2 separate regions of the Zea mays genome follow, and region 2 is linked to region 1. A link is a contact called in public Hi-C data. All regions are on one chromosome and are shown on one strand. The core of a region is the stretch at or near the end of the contact, and the rest is flanking DNA. Distances in the headings are between cores, read along the strand shown. Region 1 holds the start of LOC103634532 (putative protein TPRXL). Region 2 holds the start of LOC103634545.

What was found. A called contact is a pair of places that touch in the nucleus more often than the background predicts.
Region 2: a contact with region 1 is called in a Hi-C map of tassel, with 2.8 times the contacts expected there. The contact joins the promoter of LOC103634545 here to the promoter of LOC103634532 in region 1. A contact is called at or near these places in 2 of 25 Hi-C or Micro-C datasets (ear and tassel).

Annotation. Positions count from the first base shown.
Region 1 is chr1:47,833,580-47,840,063 of Zm-B73-REFERENCE-NAM-5.0, forward strand. It overlaps LOC103634532 (putative protein TPRXL), which reads left to right and starts at 3,054. Exons shown (of 1, transcript XM_008656500.3): 1 at 3,054-4,869. The coding sequence starts at 3,407. The coding sequence ends at 4,471. LOC100193341 (DUF4378 domain protein) reads left to right here. Exons shown (of 6, transcript NM_001309874.1): 4 at 1-1,228; 5 at 1,903-2,041; 6 at 2,131-2,963. The coding sequence ends at 2,822.
Region 2 is chr1:48,363,458-48,369,941 of Zm-B73-REFERENCE-NAM-5.0, forward strand. It overlaps LOC103634545, which reads left to right and starts at 2,893. Exons shown (of 11, transcript XM_008656553.2): 1 at 2,893-3,194; 2 at 3,310-3,399; 3 at 3,484-3,588; 4 at 3,687-3,788; 5 at 4,033-4,117; 6 at 5,378-5,444; 7 at 5,532-5,576; 8 at 5,686-5,784; 9 at 5,869-6,484. The coding sequence starts at 3,096.

The sequences.
Region 1 (6,484 bases), core at 1,804-4,303:
TTTTAGCCCGGCACGGATTCCTTTGAGAGTTTCGGAGCCAAGGGAGAGCATTCCTCCTTCTCAGAGAACTGTGCCTCTGAAGCCGCAATCATCCAGGACCGCTCCTGAGCTGCCAGATGTGAGGTTCTCTAGAGCGCAACAGATGAACCGAAGCTGGAATAGCGAGGAAGATATTGTCATATTCAGACCTTCAATTGATTCTTATGAGATCAATAATCCGAGTTGTTCGAAAAACAAGGGAAAGTCTATTTCTTTGGCAGTCCAGGCAAAGAACAATGTCCAGAAGAGGGAAGGTGTAACTGGTTCTGGGAGGAATTCAGGAGTACAAAAAGAGCATGATGAGCAAAGAGCAAACCAACCATTTAGGACTCAGTCTAATCTCCAGAGAAAGAAGCCATCGTCGTCTGGCACTTCTTCCCCTGTCCTTCGGCAAAATAATCAGAAACAGAATTCGTTGGTGACCAGAGGCAAGGTGCCAGCAAACAAGACCGTCTCAACACAACAAGGCAGAAAACTAATGGCAGGAGATTCCTCTTCTGGGAAGATCAAGAGTGGAAGCAAGGTATCTAAAGTTGGTGGCAGAAAAGACATTGTGGAAAGCATAAGTGGTGATAGAGAAGGATCGTCATCAAACAACAAGGACTTCCCACAGAAGAAACGGTTGATAGAGAGGAACTCCACAAACGAGAAGGGTACATTTGTTCCTGAAAAACCAGTGGGTAAACTTAAGAAGCAGGTTCAACCTAATGTTGTTATGGATGAGCACATTAAGTGGAACAAGGAAAGTAAGGATACTACAGATGTCGTGTCATTTACTTTCACCTCACCCTTGGTCAAACCGTCGGCAGGACTGTCCAGACTGGTGGGTAAGTGGGATACAAGAAGCAACCTTGATATGGATGCAGGATGTGATAAAGATGATTCAGATAACAAGGTTGAAGGTCTGTCATCAGTGGGGCTGAACTTTGTAAATGGTGATGCATTGAGCCTTCTCCTAGAAAAGAAGCTGAAGGAGCTAACATCAAAAATTGATCCATCAATCACCTTTACGAGAGGTGACACATTTGTGCCTGCTACTTTTACCTTGGAGGAACCACCAACCTCTTCATGCAGCAATTGGGGCTCGGAAAGTGGAGTATTTGACTGTAGCCCTTCTGAAGTCAAACCTTCTCAATATGATTACTGCCCTTCAGCAAAAGGCCAAATTTTCCGAGGCAGTAAAATAAAGGTACATATTTCTTCGCATTACCTTATGGTATATCACACCAACAATTCATGAATATGTTGAGTATGTTTGTGAATAATTTGATAGCACGCCAATACAATCTAATTATAGGAACTATCATTTTACATTTTGCACCAATTATTTCTTTGAGAAGTGGATTTTGTGAAGAATTCTATGTCATAGTAGAATAGTGTACTTCATGTGCTTGCTCACCGCTCAATGTGTTTGATTGTTTGTAGCTTAATATCATTAATGAAATCTTCTTGCAAAAGAATTAAGGCACCTCTGTAGCTGTTCTGTGGTGACTATTCTAATGGCAACTTTAATATCTGGAAATGGATTTCATCAGTGTATTGTGTCTGACATATAATCATGAGTTGTATATTTCTTCTGTGGTGCTTGCCTCTCAGCTTTAGTTACAGCTCCTTGTAAATATACACAGAGACCCTGTCTGCTGAACCCATCAAGGAGGAAGAATTAACATGTGGAATAATGAAAATGCAGGGAGTTTTTTTTTTATTCTAGCATGTAGAATAATGATAATGGCAGGGAGTTGTTTTTTTGGGGGATGTGCTAAAGGTTCCTTAGCTACTTAAGACTTACATTCTGCATGAATCCTTATGTGCCACTTCCTAGGTGTAGATGCAATTCTAATACAATATTTCACATGCATTTAGGTGGAAGAACAAGAATGCAGCAGCATAAGTAATGCAAGGAAGGAACATGAAAATGAAGAGCTAAGTCCCCTATCTGTGCTTGAACCAACCTCTCTAAGTGAGAGTTGCTGGTCTTCCGAGTGTTCAGGCAGCAGCGGTGGTAATTCACCTAACATGAATTTCTGATATATTCTTGAACTGTTGACATTTTTGTACCCCTGAAGATTAATCATTCTTGCCTCATGACAGGGGGTAAGAGTTATTCATCAATTTTTGATGTTAAGAATGCCAAAGGGAATTTCTTGATTGACCCAGCATCAGTTGATATCGAGGCAAAGACAACAACAGACTCAGCCTCTTCCGCATCCGTAGATACATCAGATATTTCAGATGTCACCCAATGTTCTAAAACATCAAGACACACAGAGCTGGACTACATTGCAGACGTGTTAAGCAGTGTCAACTTGACAACAGATGAACTGGGACCACTCTTTGTCGATCAGGATAGACCAGCTTTGGACTCGTCCCTCTTCCAGAAATTGGAGAACATGCATGTGTACAACAAACAAGGGAAAGAGCCCTTTTGCCGTGGAGGGTACAGGCGGCTGTTGTTCGACTGCGTAAATGAGTGCCTGGAGACAAGGCGCACGGCCTACTTCCGGGCAGGATATGCAGCATGGAGCAAGGGAGCAGCAGCGCTGATCCGGGGCGTTGAGGCCCAAGTCTGCAGTGAGATCACCAGCTGGAAGAGCATGGGAGACTGGACGGAGGATGAGCTTGTCGACAAGGACATGAGCAGCGGGCTGGGCACATGGGTCGACTTCCTGGTGGAGGAGTTCGAGGCTGGTGTGGAGGTGGAGAACCACGTACTGGGCTCGCTGCTTGACGAGGTCGTCGCCGACATGGTCGTGGGACGCCACGGCAGGAGTGTAAATTTGTAGTTTGAGATGAATCGTGTGGTTGTTGGTCTGTAATTTTGCTGTTACATATCCCCTATTTATTCTGTCACCCCAGACATGTTGTTCAGAACAGTGATAAATGTTGTTTACCCAATGAGATAGATAGTTTTCACTTTTCAGCTCGATTGCTGAATCTGCTTGCCCTGCTTGACATGGTTTCTGAGTTTTTTACCCATCGGACATGGTGATAGCAGCGTGGTGGTTGGGGGCAGAAACTTTCTACCAGGCACCAGCCAGCTAAAACAAGGCACACCGCCCAAGTTGACATAGGACTGCAGTAAATCCAATCGGGCCCAACCCATTCGGCTGAGTGGCTGACGCCGCCTCACCCCATGCAGCTTGCTGCCCCATCCGGCCATCCCCGATTCCCCGTCCCATCGCCATTCGCCACGCCTAGACCCAACCTTGGTTCGTTCCGGACAGTTATCACCGCTCCCATTTATTTATAACCTCACCCCAGCCTCCCCTTCCCAGTTCCCACCACTTCACCATAACCAGGTCAACCCGGCGCAAGGAGCACGAACAGGAACCGTCCAGCGGAGCAAAGGCACCCGCAGCCGCAGGCCATGGACGATGACATCGACAGCTCCTGCTCCACCCCGTTCGCCAGCGCGCCGTCCAGCCCGGGACGTCCCCAGGCCCTCGGCGGCGGTGGCGGCTACTTCTTCAGCGCGCCGGCCAGCCCCATCCACCACCTCCTCCTCTCGACCTCGTGCTCCGCCTCCGCGACCCCCAGCTCCGGTGTTCGTGGGTGCGGGGGCGACGCGGAGTTCGAGTTCGGTGGGCCTGGCGGGCCCATGATCTCCGCCGACGAGCTCTTCCACAACGGCCAGATCCGGCCGCTCACCCTGCCCCCACTCCCGGATCTCGACCCCGGAAGCGACGACAACGAGGGCCGCGCGCCGACGCGCGGCCGCGACCTCACGCCCCGGAGCGCGTCCGTGCACCGGCGCGCGCGGTCCATGTCCCCGCTCCGCAGCGCGTCACCGCGGCTCAAGCTGATCAATGCGCTCGTCGTTCCGGCGCCGGATCTCGGCCCCGGCCCCGACGCGACGGGAACGCACGGGGAGGCAGCCCCGCCGGTAACCGCCTCGTCCCGCTCGTCCTCGTCCTCCTCCACGTCCTCCTCGTCCTCGTCGGGCACGTCGTCAGCGCGCGGGTCCCGGCGCTGGGTGTTCATCAGGGACATGCTCCTCCACCGCAGCAAGAGCGAGCCTGGCAGCGGCGCCCACGCGCACGACGTCCCCGGGGCGCCCGCCGCTAACAAGCCCGAACGAGCCTGGCCCTTCTCCTCCCCGTCCTGGGTAACCAGGGACAGGCTCGCCGCGAGGCTCCGCCCCTCTCGCGCGCCGCCAGCGACGGAGAACGCTTGCGGTCTCGGTGGCGAGGATGGCCGGCCGCGGGGGCAGGGTAGGGGCCGGGGCCGGGGCAGGCGGCGACGTTCCACTACGGTGGCGGCGGCGCACGAGAGGCTCTACGCGGCGCCGAACCGTGCGCAGGCGGAGGAGATGCGGCGGCGCACGTTCCTTCCCTACCGGCAGGGCCTCCTGGGTTGCCTGGGCTTCAGCTCCCGCGGCTACGGCGCGCTTCACGGGCTCACCAAAACCCTCAACCCCGTATTCTCTCGGTGAAAAGTCATCGTCAAAAGGAAACCAGAGATCGGGCCAGGAGCTTGATTTGCCACCTGTTCGTCCTGTTCATGTCTGCGAGCATTTTTTTTTATCTTCGTTGTTTGTGCGCGTTCTGTATATATAGCAGTGTCAGTGTCGAGTTCGGATCGGAAGGTAGTTTGCCGATGGTCACGTCAAGCAGAACATCTGAGAGAGAAGCAATGCAATCGATGAATATGGCGCGAAAACAGTCGCTGGCGCCTTTTCTGTGTGCGTGGTAGTGTGTGTGTGCCAAGTATAAAAGCGTGTGATGTTGCAGTATCCTGTGAAAGCAGTCTCGCTGCACCAGATCTGTAGTACACTAGTACTGCTCCATTACGTGTAGCTCCTTCAGCTAGGACGATGAAGCAGCTTGGGTTCGGCTGGCGACACGTCCGTAAAATACGTGTATTCCTACGGGGGCATAGTATGCGTCGTATTGAGCGCAACTCTCGGCTTTTACTGCTGGACGTGGTCTTGCAGTTGCACGGATATTTTTTTTTTCTGTTTGAGAGGCGTACGAACCTGCCCTGCAACGTGCAACCATCTTTGCACCTCCTTTACGCCGGCCCCGCTTTTGGGAGCCGGTACGGAACGAACAAAAAGATAGGCACGCGTACGTTGACGCCCGCCGGCAAGCCCGGCATGGCATCGACAATTTCACACAGGCACGACGCCCGTCGGCATGGATCGACAGGAAAATCATCTGTATCGTTCACTCGCGTCAAAGTCATGCGTCTCCTTTCCCGTCGTCAAGAACTCAAGATGCATTGGACGTCGGGAAAGCTGCGCTCGGATCGCATGCACTGCAGCAGCATTGGCATGGCGGATGGTGCGGCGCCGCCGCCGGCGGTGCGGCGTCGGCGAGCTGGGGCGGGAACTCGGCACGGATGGTCCGTGCATAAACAATAATAAATGTGGAGGGCTGGAGGCGCACATGGGCGGAGGGGCCTCGCGTGCGCACGTGCTGTGTCGGGCTCGGGTGATGGCCGGCCGCCTCGTGCCCTCGTCCTCGATCCTCCGCTCTCTGCCTGCCCGTATCATTGGGGACGTTTCCAGATCCGGGACGCGCGTGCGGACAAACCCGGACACGGCCCCACCGGCTTGGTGCGTTGCTGACGTGTGGGCACTCCCGTCTCCCGCACAGCGTTGCCTGCTCGCTTGCAATCCCAGGCCGATATATGCCGTCCTTGTTACTGCGGTGAAAAAAAAACGCTTTTGAATACGGCTGAAAAATGCCTCTTGAGAAGCACCGCAGGTATAAGAAACAGTTTTAATCTACGGTTTCTAGAAACTGGTTTATGGAAACAAACTAAGTATACGTGTTTGTAAGCCAGTTTCTAGTTTTTTTATACATGAAGACAAGTCTATTCTTACTCTATTTTAAAAATAATTGATTCATATTTTTTGTTTGATGCCAACTTTAACCGTAGATTAAACTTATATTATTATTTTAAAAATTTAAATAATAATTATACATTTAAATCGGACAGTGCATGCATCGAGGGTAGCGGTGGCAATTATCGTAATTTCCACTAAACCCACTAAGTGTGGTACGTAAATTGTCAGGCAAAAAAAACTGGTTTTAGCAAGGGAAGGCTAACTTCTTGGTTTCTAAGAAACATAGAATACAATTTCTAGAAACTAAAGTAGAAATTGACATGTTTGGAAACACACAGGTTTCTTAAAAACTAGGTGCTTTCAAACATGATCTAAGTAGGCATGTGCTAGTTTGTATACTTTAGAAGTTATGTTCTCTCGGTCCGAGAGAGTAGAACTCGTCGGTTAAAAGATTTAGAAATAATGTTTTTATTTATTTATTTAAATTTATTTATTATAAAATCACATCTTTAAGATATAGAGCAATATATGGAATTATCTAACCGTAAGCTTAGTGTTGGAACTTGCTCTCCCGAGCAAGTTGATCTAACGGGGGAGTGAAGCAACGTAAACAGGGTTTTTGCTCGAGATGACAATAGCTCTGTTAATCTGGCC
Region 2 (6,484 bases), core at 1,643-4,142, 530 kb after region 1:
CATACTTCGGATGACGCTACGAACTCCGTCGACCAGATCTTCAACACGAGCGACTTGCGTCCCAGCGATCCACCTCAAGACTAATGGGCTTGTGGACTTCTACACTTGTTTATGTGATGTTTGGACTTGTTTATGCGATGTTTGGACTTTTGTTTTGTGTACTTATGGACTTGTTTGGACTATTGTGTATATATGTGTTTGGACTTGTGTTTGAGACTTTGTGTTAGACTTGTGTTTGGACTATTGTGTATATATGTATGCAGGTTTTAAAATATAAACCATGTTCTACAGCCTTCCCGTATGGGGAGGGAGCCATAATAGGGTTTATATTTCAAAATAAATTAGAAAGTCGGCCAAGCCGACATTCTTATGTCCACGTCAGCTAATTACGTCGGCTTGACCGACGTTCTTACAGCCACGTGGCAACGCACGCCAGTAATGGGTGGTCATTTAAGAATGTTAGTCACCTCGGTCGACGTACTTAATTCCTTAATTACGTCGACCGACCGACGTTTGTATGTCCACGTGGATCGCCCATAGAGCCCCGGCAGCCTACCACGTGGCTCATCGTTAAGTACGTCGGCTATTTGATAGGGATGTAATTAATGCATCAAGTACGTCGATTTTGGACTGGTCGACATACTTAATTTAAGAACGTTGACCCCGATTATCGTGGTTTTGGAAACCGGGGGACAATGAGATTTGTGTTCGGTAGGGGGTGCTAGCACGGATTTGCTCCGAATGGTGAGTCGTTGGGACTCAATGAGAAATCTGAGACACGGTTTTATACTGGTTCAGGCTTGCGCCCTAGTATAATGTAGTGTTGATCATAGTATTGCTGAGGTTGTGTTACAACTGGTGTGCTCGTGTGTCAAAAGAGGATTGCCCTGCCCTTTTATAACTCAAGGGAGGACTTTACAATAGGAACTCATATTCTACTGGGAGGGAGCTTGGCTTGCTACCTCTAGGTGGTGTGGTCCTCCTTATGTCATTTGTAGGGTCGTGCGCTGTCGTACCCCCGTATGGTGTTCCATCTTGTTCATCCACCATATGGGTTCCTGTAGCGAGTCTACTACTGATGTCTTCAAGGTAGTGTGTGCGGGTCCCGCGGATCAGTCTCACTGTGTGGTCTTACGAAGCACGGCTCCTCCCGTTGTCACGAGCCCTACTTCATCTTTCAACGTGTTGTGGACATACAACCGGTATGGCGTAATGTCCAGTCCTTCCGGGTGTTTGGGTCCTTGTTGGGATTCTATACTGATGTCACCCAACGACTAGGCTTGACTGACCCCACAAGGCAGTGGTGGCACGTCTGAGTCCATATGCGGGGGCGCACGATTCGTGTTCTGATGGTGACTACTAGGCGCGCTGCACGTTTACCCAGGTGTTTAAAATCTGTTTGTCCAGGAATATGTTGTTGGCTTAAAAGGAAGGATTGGAGCCCCAAACCCTAGTTAAGTGTATGTTTAAAGAAGTTAGACAACATAGCTTAATGATATGAAAAGTTTGTGAGTTCAAATATGCTAGTTCTCTGATCTGTCCAAGTAAATTCAAATTTGTTACCTTCACCAAGTTTTGTGTGTGTAGATTTATGTATATGCTTACCCTAAACTTCAATTGGTTGTGTTACCCCACATCTCCTTATGAGAATTTGCATTTCATGGCATTACATAAGCATTGATGTATTTCTAATTGACTTGTAGAACACATAGAAGAAGTGGAAGTTGAAGTGGAAGAGGAATCAGTTCCTCAATCTAAAGGTCCTTCTGAGAGTCCTTCTGAAGGTGCTCCTGTAGGCTACGTTGCTAACTGTGATATCCGTGTAGAGGAACCAAAATCTTCTAAGAGTCATTATGTGAGTCCTTCATCGAACCCAACATAATTTTATCACAAGTTCAACATCATTCAATATTAAATGGCAACATCATGCCATCAAATCACACAAAATATATCATTGATAGTACAAAACTCTTGGAGCAAAAGAGAGTTTTCAACGACAACACAAAACATTAGGATAATTATCTAATTATTCAATACACAGTACTTAATATTTAAATATTTAAATATATAAGACGTGAAAAAAGGTTGCAGCTTAAGGGCATCCTTAATCCGGCCCCACATGTCATATGTTAGCGAGTTTTTAATTGGATAGCGGGTATGGGGTAAGAGAGAACATACTCATTCCCACCATACCCGATGTGTGTAACAAATAACATAATAAAATACCCATGGGTATAAAAAATCGCCATACATGTGCCCTAATAGGGTTTTTACCCATCGATTATTGGGTTTCGGGCACCCATTGCCATCCCTAGCTGGGAAACGGGAGCAAGTGTCGGGGAAGGGACCGGCGGCAGTACGGTGCAGAACAGGAACACCAGCCAAGAACAGGAATCGGCAACGGCGGGGAGCCAGACTTGGCGGCGAGGTAGCCAGACGCATGGGCGCGTCTGGGACAGCGACGAGGAGGAAAAAAGGTGCGACACAGCCCGACGAGGAAATATTTGGCGCGATTTTTTAGTTCAGGAGTGGTAAAAAGAAAGCTATATTTTGAGAGTACATATGGTTGGATTAGAAGTTGATCAATTTAGAGAATTGTTTTAAGAATTTGTTGGAGAGATATTTTTATGCCAATTCTCCTAATTTTGATTTAGGAATTTGTTTTATATAACTACGGGAGCTGCTCTAACGAGGGTAACGATGTCTTTGCGCAACCAAATACTCCTGATGGATTGGATTATAAGGATGATGTGGTTGGAATGTTGGATATTAAAATTCTGCCCCTAAAATGCAGTTGTCATATTTTCTTTAAAGGTCCAACGGACCCTGAGCCCACCGGTCCAAAGAACAGAAGGAAAATAAGGCCCATTACCAAACGGTACCTCCCGGGGCGAAAGATTAGTTTCATTTCCCTCCGAAACAGAGATCCGCATTTGATTTTTCTCTCGCCCTCTCCTGACCTAGTGACTTCTCGAGATTTCCCATTCCGGTGCCGCGCGCGCAGCTCGAGCAAGAACAATCCCCAATCTCCAATCCCAAATCCTAACGATTCCACACCCGTCTCCCCTCTGCATCCCGCTGTTTCACTGCCCGCTATGGCCTCACCTGCCACGGACGACGACATCGGCGACGAGCACCTGTTCGACGGCGTCCGCTTCATGCTGGTCGGATTCAACACCTATGACGCGTCCCAGGTGCGTGCGTGGCATCCCGCGCCTCGTCCTTGCAATTTGCTTACGCAGCCCAAATTTGCGGTTTGCGACGTTCTGGCCGATAAAGTTCCGACTGCGTCCGTCGTTCCGTGTGCAGTACCGGTCGGAGATGGTGCGGCGCGGCGGCACCGACGCCGGGCCGTCGGGCAACGGGTGCACACACGTGGTCGTGTGGAACCGCATCTACGTGAGTTTGGTTTGCAAATTGGTTCCTCTGTGTCTTGACAAGCTTGGATGGGGGACGGGGCTCTGATCTAGTTCTTCTTCGTAGGATGACCCGACGTGCGTGGCCGAGCGGGCGCAAGGGAAGAAGGTCGTCAGCGGGCTGTGGGTGGAGGACAGCTTGGATCGCGGGGTGCTTGCTGATGCCGATAGGGTCGGCTTTTGCTGCTAATTGCTCGGGCACTTGTGCTCTTATTTCTTCATCAGAGCCACGGTTTAGTTTTGTGACCCGTTATGTTCAGTCTTTTCCAGGTTTTGTATTGGCCGATGAGACATTTGAAGGGAATACCGGGTGCTCAATCGTTGCTTATATGCTTGACGGGTTACCAAAAACGCTATCGCGAAGACATGATGGTAGCACCCTCCCAGTTTTATCTATATGGCTACGAGTGTATCCATTTCACGCAATAGGATAGTTCCACATCCAAAGTTTAAATAGATTGAAAATGCCACGTTTTTGGAACTGGAAGGAGTAGACGCAAAAGTTACTTGCATTTGTTATACATTCAAATAAGAAACTAATGTGTTGTGTTCACGCAGAATCTTTTGGGTACTGTAATTGTGCTTGTGACATGATTCTTCTAATGTTTTGATGCAGAAAATGGTTTCTTTGATGGGAGCACGGTTCTCAAAACCTTTGATAGCAAATGCAGTCACTCACCTTGTTTGTTATAAATTCGAAGGTACGTTGTTTCTTTTATCAGTCAAATCGTGCAATACATATAGATAAAACTTGTTATAAATTTGAAGGTGTGTTGTTTCTTTTATCAATCAAACCGTGCAATACATATAGATAAAAAAGGATAGATTCACTGCCAGAGACTTCCACGTGAGTGGGGTCTAGGGAAGGGATAAATCCATACCTCTGCAAATAAGGAGAGGCTACTTTGAACCCATGACCAGGTGACTTAGTGAGTCAACTCTCACCACTGCAGCAGGTACTATGCTGAATTTTGTTATAACAAGCAATTTACCTGATGCTGTTTCCTCCCATGGAACTTCATAACTAGTTCCATGTACTTGTCTAGCAAAGCTAGGCCTGCTGTTTGTGTGCGTGTGTGTGGTGGTTTGGGGTGGGTGGGGGGGGGGTGGCATGGGGATATGCATCAGTGTTGCCCACCCACGCCCGAACCCAAACCAAAGGTAAGGTTAAGCTGATAGGGAAAGGGGGATTGACTTATATACTTCAGCATAGGCGAGGCGACCAAGAAAATGTAGAAACAGATCGTCCCAGCTTCAGGAAACAATGGAGCTCAGCTGCTCACATATATCAAGTAAAAATTGGATAATATGTGGGTATACCCATACCCTACTTGGTAGATCGATTTCTACCCACGCCTTCCACATTGCACATGGGTATGTATCTGGGGACTCGGTAGTCGGTGCAGGACTAAACAAAGCTATGCTCATATTGGTTTCATCTACTTTAATGTGAAGATGCACAATGCTCTTTCAAATAAATGTTTCTAAACATTAGTTAAGTGTCTTATATCTAATTTGTAGTATGGCCGGTACTGTGTGTTACCATTATCTAAAAAATCTAATTTGTAGTAGAGCTATGTTTCTAAGTTTGTCCATAATGCACATTTGTAGCTCATCTTTGTTTTTGGTTGTAGAATTCATTGGTTCCATAACAGTTTGGACATTTCTTCTGTTTAATTTGTATGTGAACCATACAAAGGTTAACTTTATGAACCATGCTTTGTATATTTGTGATATAGAACTGGAGGTAATTTGTAACTTATGTCCAGATGTTATTTGATATTAAGAAGCATCCAAGAAAACTTGAGCGAAGTAATCCAACAACATAATCATTATGTCTATGAGGTGTCTGTCTTTGGTAATTTATTTCTTTGACTATGCATATATCATGATACTAGATAGTTTTGTTGTGTACTGTTGAATTTCAGTATTTCACACCTTGATTTAACATATAATACTAGGTGAGAAGTATGAGGTTGCAAAAAAGGTGAACATCAAACTTGTTAATCACCAGTGGTTGGAAGACTGGTAGGTATTTCAAAACCACCATTCCTGATTTAATAGAAAGTCAACATGTTAATTGGATCGCTTATGTTACCCTCTTCATTGTTTCAGCTTAAAGGCATGGAAAATTCTCCCAGTCAGTGATTATAGCAAAAGGTAAGTATAATTGCAGTACTTATTTCCTGGTCTTTTTGTAATCCCAGATAGATCTGGTCCTGTCCTGGTATACCAATTTAACAGAATGCATTGAAAACTAATTCCACAGTAGTTGGGAGCTAGAATTAATGGATACACATGCCATTGACTCTGAACATGAAGCAGAAGCATCAGAACCAAGGTCATTGAACAATAGGCCCAGTGTCAGGTGCGCTTTTCAACTGAAAAAAAATACGATGAAACTTTTACCAAGCCTGATGTAGATTTATCAGTGATCACCTATCATTCACAGTGGTAACAGAGAGGTGGTGGTAGGAAGGAATTCGAACACTCCTGTTCATATCGTAAATACAGAAGATGACAACAGCAAGACACATGGCATTAGAGGCCGAATCAGTGCTAACTCTACGGTTGCAGTTTCTGCTAATGTTGATGTGTTTGGACCCATTCAAAGTCCTTCTGTTCATATCATGAATATAGAAGATGCAGACATCAATACCCATGATATTACAGGCCAAGACAATCCTGACTCTAGTTTGTTGCCAATTTCTGCCAAGGTTGATATACTCGCTCCCATTCAATCTTCTGGTGAAAAGAGAGACACTGTAAGAACCACAAATAGCCCAAATCTGCAGGAAGTTAAAGAAAAATATGTTGGTGCAAGGACACAGGACCTTGCAAGTGGTGTTCTAGGTCCTCAAAGCACAAGCAAAATGCCTGTTTTTAGAAATCATGTAGATACCTTAAATGGGACCCTGGACGTTCTAAAAGGCCATACAGATCATGTTTCTCGAAAATATTCTGCCAGCCATGATCAGACTGATGTTGCTGAAGTCTTATTGACCAGTCCTTTGAGAGGAAATCAGTCTGTGGACGAGCTCGATTCATCAAAAGTTGACAGATGGCAA